Linked DNA regions of Oryctolagus cuniculus: region 2 is linked to region 1. A link is a contact called in public Micro-C data. All regions are on one chromosome and are shown on one strand. The core of a region is the stretch at or near the end of the contact, and the rest is flanking DNA. Distances in the headings are between cores, read along the strand shown.

What was found. Hi-C and Micro-C count contacts between places; a contact is called where the count stands out from the background.
Region 2: a contact with region 1 is called in a Micro-C map of ear pinna, with 5 times the contacts expected there. The contact joins the promoter of ORMDL1 here to the promoter of HIBCH in region 1. A contact is called at or near these places in 2 of 6 Hi-C or Micro-C datasets (ear pinna and skin fibroblasts).

The regions. Positions count from the first base shown.
Region 1 is chr3:50,038,694-50,041,889 of mOryCun1.1, reverse strand. It overlaps HIBCH (3-hydroxyisobutyryl-CoA hydrolase), which reads right to left and starts at 1,673. Exons shown (of 14, transcript XM_002712340.5): 1 at 1,431-1,673. The coding sequence starts at 1,465.
Region 2 is chr3:50,572,491-50,575,686 of mOryCun1.1, reverse strand. ORMDL1 (ORMDL sphingolipid biosynthesis regulator 1) reads right to left here and starts at 1,532. Exons shown (of 5, transcript XR_011387200.1): 1 at 1,375-1,532. PMS1 (PMS1 homolog 1, mismatch repair system component) reads left to right here. Exons shown (of 14, transcript XM_008258829.4): 2 at 2,415-2,537.

The sequences.
Region 1 (3,196 bases), core at 424-2,923:
CATTGCACAAAATTACTTTCACGTTACATGTGTGCAGTGCTATGAAACATACAGCAGTTGGTGTCTAGACCTGCGCTCCATCTCCAGGATATCTCATCACACACCCTGAGCCCAAGCATTCTGGATGAAGGAAACTCACCTGTAACAGGAAAGACAGTGCCAGGGAAGCCAAAAAGAAGCCAGAGTTCAAGTGGGATTGCCCAACAGTGTCAACCACAGCACAGAGAGAGACCCATTTCCCTCAGGATCCTCCGTGGTACCCTGCTCCCTTCTACATCTGTGGGTTAGGCTGTTTCAGACTGGACAACCTTGGCCTCAGCTCTCTGCTTTGCTAGGTTAATGTCCACTCCAAGAGACTTGGAAAAGGCATCAGAAATCTAAAATCCATCCCAGCCTTCGCCTATTCAGTCCACATCTTGAAACGTGGGGTGGAATAAAGCCAAAGTGAACTGTGGTTATTACCAGATCTTCCCCAACTCAGTTAACTTGATTAACAAACATGCTCTTCCAATTTATTTCTCAAACACTTCGGTACTTGCTAAAAAGATCAAACAAGCAATAATTACAGGTACTGATTTCCATGAGCTAGCAACAGGTGCACAACTAATTTTAAAAGTATAAAGTTTTTTGTTTTTTGTTTTTTGGTTTTTTTTAAGAAAAGAAACACCAAAGAATAACAAACATCAGGGAACCAGGTCTGCGGATACAATGTTACACAGCTAGACGTTTTCCCCTAAAACAGAAACTGTTAAAAAAACACCCTGACCCTCTGCAGTAAAGCCCTAAGGCAACCGGTTCAGGCGCAAAGGGCACAGTAATTCTAAGCTCAGTTCTCCCTCCAATTGGGCACAGTGCTCCCTGGCGTTGCACGCGGGCTGGCGGGGCAGGCTTCAAGGCTCACGCAACCCAGCTTCCCAAAACGACTGCTACCAGTTTTCTTTTGCTAAGCCCAGGCTGTGGTGAGCAGCGCCTTCAGAAAGTTCAGCCCAGCGTCTGCACCTCACTCCGCAACACTGGCCGAAGTTCCCGACGCCTGCGCCAACGCTGCAGCCACCGGGCAAAGCCGGGCAACGAAGTCAGCTCGGCTGCAGCGCGTGTCTGTGGGGGCACAAATCATGCCACGCAACGGGTCGCGACCGCATCCGAGGCCCAAGAAAGGAAGAAGTCAGGGCCAAAGGACAGAAATGGGAGGTCCAGGCTAACAGCCAGGACGGCAGAAAACCGTGCAGTTGCGGCAAACAAGGTGCCGGAGGGCGAAAAGCCGCAACCCGGAAGAGGCGGGCTATGCGAGGGCTTGGGGACGGCCGGGGCTCGGATCCCAGAGCTACGACCCCCACAGCGACCCCACACAGTCTCCACGCTGCCCTTTTCCCCCACCCCGTCGAGCGCAGCAGACGAGCAAGCCCTCGGCCGCTCGCTCCTTCACTCACCTCCACAGGAGCCTACACACATCCTGCTGTCCCATGGCCAAAGGACTCCGAGGCCAAAACTCAGGGAGCAGGGGGAACCCAAAAATCTCCTCACGTCAGACCCGCCCACCGCTCCTGCACCGCCCAGGACACCGATGATCAGTCCTCCAAGAGGCCAGAGCGGCCTATGGTGGCTTTTCCGGTACGGGGCGCTGAGAGGCGGGGCAAGAACCAGTGCTGGAGGAAACGCAGTGAGGGCGGGGGAGGGCGATGGGCCAGGGGTGGGGCCCTATGGGGGCGGGGTCCTTTGGGGGCGGGACCCTATAGGGGCGGAGGCATGCTCGGAGGCGGGGCCAGAGTGAAGGCGGAGAGAGGGGAGAGAAGGGAGTGCGGACTTGGGCTGATTAACAGCAAACGAGATTGCCCTCTAGAGGCTGCTGTCGGAAACGTCAAAGCTTGCCTGAAAATTTGACTAGCTTGGATTGATGCCAAGACTTTTTCTGGAATTTTAATAACTTATTTGACAATGTAGACGTTTTTTAAAAAAATTTATTTATTTGAAATTCAGAGTTACAGAGAGAGAAGGAAAGGCAGAGAGAGATCTTCCATCCGCTGGTTCACCCTCCAACTGGCCACAATGGCCAGAGATGTGCCAATCCAAAACCAGGAGCCAGGAGCCTCTTCCTGGTCTCCCACGCAGTTGCAGCGGCCCAAGCATTTGGGCCATCCTCCACTGCCTTCCAAGGCCACAGCAGAGAGCTGGACTGGAAGAGGAGCAACCAGGACAGAATCCAGCGCCCCAACCGGGACTAGAACCTGGGGTGCTGGCAGGCCTTCATAGGAGCCATGCCTTGGAGGCATGAGGCGGAGGATTAGCCTAGTGAGCCGCAGTGCTGGCCAAACACTCCTTTTTTAAAAAAAAAAAAAAGGGCCGGCGCCGCAGCTCACTAGGCTAATCCTCCGCCTAGCGGCGCCGGCACACCGGGTTCTAGTCCCGCTTGGGGCGCCGGATTCTGTCCCGGTTGCCCCTCTTCCAGGCCAGCTCTCTGCTGTGGCCAGGGAGTGCAGTGGAGGATGGCCCAGGTGCTTGGGCCCTGCACCCACATGGGAGACCAGGAGAAGCACCTGGCTCCTGGCTCCTGCCATCGGATCAGCGCGGTGCGCCGGCTGCAGCGCGCCGGCCGCGGCGGCCATTGGAGGGTGAACCAACGGCAAAAGGAAGACCTTTCTCTCTGTCTCCCTCTCACTGTCCACTCTGCCTGTCAAAGAAAAAAAAAAAAGAAAAAGAAAAAATAAAAAAAAGATGTATTTATTTATTTGAAGTCAGTTACACAGAGAGAAGAAGAGGCCGGGGGGGGGGTGTCTTCCATCATCCTCTGGTTCACTCCCCAGTTGGCTGCAACAGCCGGAGCTGTGCCTATCTGAAGCCAGGAGACTGGAGCTTCCTCCAGGTCTCCCACATGGGCACAGGGGCCCAAGGACCTATGCCATGCTCTACTGCTTTCCCAGGCCATAGCAGAGAGTTGGATCAGAAGTGGAGCAGCCAGGACTCAAACTAGTGCCTATATGGGATGCTGGCATTGCAGACATGGGCTTAGCCCACTATGCCACAATGCCCAACTCCAGTAGCTTACTCTTAAATGAAATTAAGATTTAACTCAACTGCTGCAACCATTGTTAAGAAGTTTGTTTGTCTACTTCAGGATTCACCCAGTTGTCTCACATAAGGTGATTTCATCAGTAAACATCTCATCATTGCTACAGTATTGTTCATCAGAAAGAAAGGG
Region 2 (3,196 bases), core at 283-2,782, 530 kb before region 1:
GTGACCAGGACAAGGTTCTTGGCTTCTGGCTGGCCCACCTCTGACCTCAGACACCATTGGGGGGCGGGGGGTGAACCAGTGGATGGAAGATCTCTTTCTGTCTCTGCTTGTCTTTGTCATTTTGCCTTTCAAATAAATAAAATAAATCTTTAAAAAATCAGTACTGATCCAGCCAGTCTGCATCTCAGGTAGCCAGACTTCTAAGTCTAATGCAGGTAGAGTTCAAATCATTCCTTATTGAATACTGAATCTGGGAGCAACATGCTTTGACATAACTTGGTGTAAAATTTACATTGCCAAGGGATAAAGTTTGTTTCTCAGGGTGTGACACAACTAGATAAAGCAATGAATGAATCTTTCTTCTGAATATTTCTCTAGTCAACTCCTCTATAGTTTTTTCTTTTTAAAGTGTTTTCCTTTCCTCTTTACCTTCAAGATGAACACCAAAGAGGAAGTGGTAGGTTTCCAGTTATTTCATGGCGGTATTTACTTGGGTTTAAGAATTCCTTAAACAAAATAAACCTGACTTACCATCCTGGGGAGGGGAAAAACGGAGCTGGATGACACATGGGACAGCTCCGATGTAAAAACACCTAAACCCTTTCTGTTATGTAGTTACTAGCATAGAGAGAGCAATGTCTCAACCCATCCAGCAAGTGTTTCCGGAAGATAACGTCCCCTTCACCTCTGAAGATCTAAGGAACAGGCATCAAGGTTTACGGTGATGAAAGTTTTAGTACGATAAAGCAAAAGTCTCAAATTTACACTGAATATTCCATACTTGTTTTTAACGCCATAAATTAGAGTAAGAACATGCCATCACTCAAGATCGTTTTTCCACTTGCCACAGGCTGGAAAAAAAAAATAAATGCTCGAAAGGCCCAAAATTTACACGAGCTGGAAGGCAGAGCAGGCGTGGTACTTATCGAGGTCCAGACACCCCTCCCCAGCAGGTCTGCGCCCGCTCCAGGACGCGCAAACAATGGCTCTACAGGCAGACCGGAGGCTCTCGCTGGGCCTCGCCGGCGCCTTTGAAGTCGCGACCGCAGCGGCCCCCTCTAGGGGAGTCCCCCGCGGCCGGGCAGCCCCAGACTGCCTCCCGGTCAGGGGAAACTCCGCAAAAGCGGCGGCTGCCGCTGCCGCAGCGCCTCCCCCACCGCCCCTTCGCCCTCGCGGCCGCACAGCCCATCAGGTTCGTGGCACCGTGACCGGAACCCGGGGGCGAGCCTCGGGGGTTACCTGGCCCGCACGGCCAGACACAGCACCATGGACGCAGCCGCAGCCAGCGCTTTGCCTGAGGCACACCGTTGTCCGCCGGCAGCTGTCCACCAACAAAGGCCGCAGCCCCGTCCCAGCCGCGACCGTGCCACTTACCCGCCGCCTACTGCTGGCGGCCGGCACGGCGCAAAGACCAGCCTGGTGCCGAAGGCAGCGTAGCCTCACTCTCCGAAAGCCAGTGACCGGCTCTGGCGCTGCGCAGCTTGCGGAAGCCTTCAGGGCTGACCTTGCTGCCAGGCGATTGGCTACGAGCAGCGCCAATCCCACGTTAACCCTGGCAGGGCGGGACCAAGTGCCGCGCGCCGGGTGCCCGCCCCGCCCCTCCGCACGCAAGCGCGCTGGGAGCGAAGGGGGCTGTTTCCCGCGTGGCCGGGCCTGGGCTCCAGGTGGGACGCCGCCGGCTCTCTGCTAGTGGACGGTGATTTCCTGCCTCGGGCGAGCAGGAAGGTACTGTCGTGTGGATAACGGGCGTGCATTCTTACATTCCCGTAGTCTTGAGGGCCTCTCCCCACAACGCGTCCCAGTCCGAGTGCTAGCACTAGCGCCGCCGCCTACGGTGGGCGCCTGCCGGGGGCGGGAAGGTGAAACCAGGCTCGCGGGCGCGCACTCGTGGGTAGCATTCGCTGAACAGGTCTGAGCTGGTTAGTGTTCTGTGGCCTTTGTCGCAGACCCTTCTGGGTACGGAACTGCAAAGTTGTTTTCCAGGCAGAAATGTTAATCTTGAGAGTGAGTGTGGGGCTTTATGGTATTATATATTGTGGCATCATTTTTAAGGGGCACTTGCAAACTTTTCCGTCAATCACGATTTTTACTGATGTCAATCTAGGTTTTTCCCGTACATTGAAGATAAGCACCCTGTGTTACATCCCGAGCATGCCAAAAATTTATATTGAGAACAGAAAAGGCTTGACTATAGAGTTTTTGAAATCATAAAATCAGATTTTCTTTACTTTGACGTTACAAAAAAAATTTGTGATTTTTATTGCTGAAGTAACGCAAAAACATTAATAAATTGATACATCTAGATGTCTTCTATGTTCTATGAAAATAATTGGATTATATTTATTCTGCTCATTTAAGTTTGTCTGTGATCTCCCCACAACTTGTGAGCTCTCTGATGGCTGTTTCTCTTTTAGGTACTCTTGTCTTTACCTGACTTTCCTGGTCATCAGGATCCTTGCAGGAGTGTTCCATTTTCCTCTTGGCAAATGTGGAAGGCTGATGATCCTGGCATTTTCAGACATTCTGTGCTGGCATTTGTAAGCATGACATTAACCTTTCCACTATTCAAAAGAGATCATTGGGGACACGCTCAGAAGAATGCTGTATTCCAGGATTATGTTAGGGATATGTGGTTAATATAAAATCCCAGTCTTCAGATGTTTCTGAGCCAAGGGGAAGGAATAGACAAATAGAGTAACCCATGGTGAGTTTTGGATTCAAAATAAGGAAAAGGTTTAGTGGGGGACAGAAAGGAATGCCATCTATGGGGGCTATGGAAGGGAGAGGTGGGAGCAGAGAAGAAAGGCTTCCCTGAGGAGATGACACTTGAACCAGCTGTGGAAGGTGGTCAGAAGTCATCCTAGAGGGAACTGTGTGAGCCAAGGAATGAGTGAATGCCGTCACAGTGAGAGAGAGAAGTGTGTAGTATGACTGACAGGGTGCCTTTGGAAGATGATAGGATGAGATTAGAAAGGTAGGCAGAGATTCAGTTAAGATGGTTGGATTTATCCTAAATAGCATTTGGAAACCTTAAAATATTGTGGAATAGCAGCATGATGAAACTTCAGTTACAGGAAGAACACTGCCCTGTATGTAGTTGCATTTGAGTCAAAATATCAATTAGGTGATTATTGCAATAGTTCAAGGGAAGTGTTGAGTGTCTTAATAGAGGTGGTACAAAGGAGACAAATTTGAG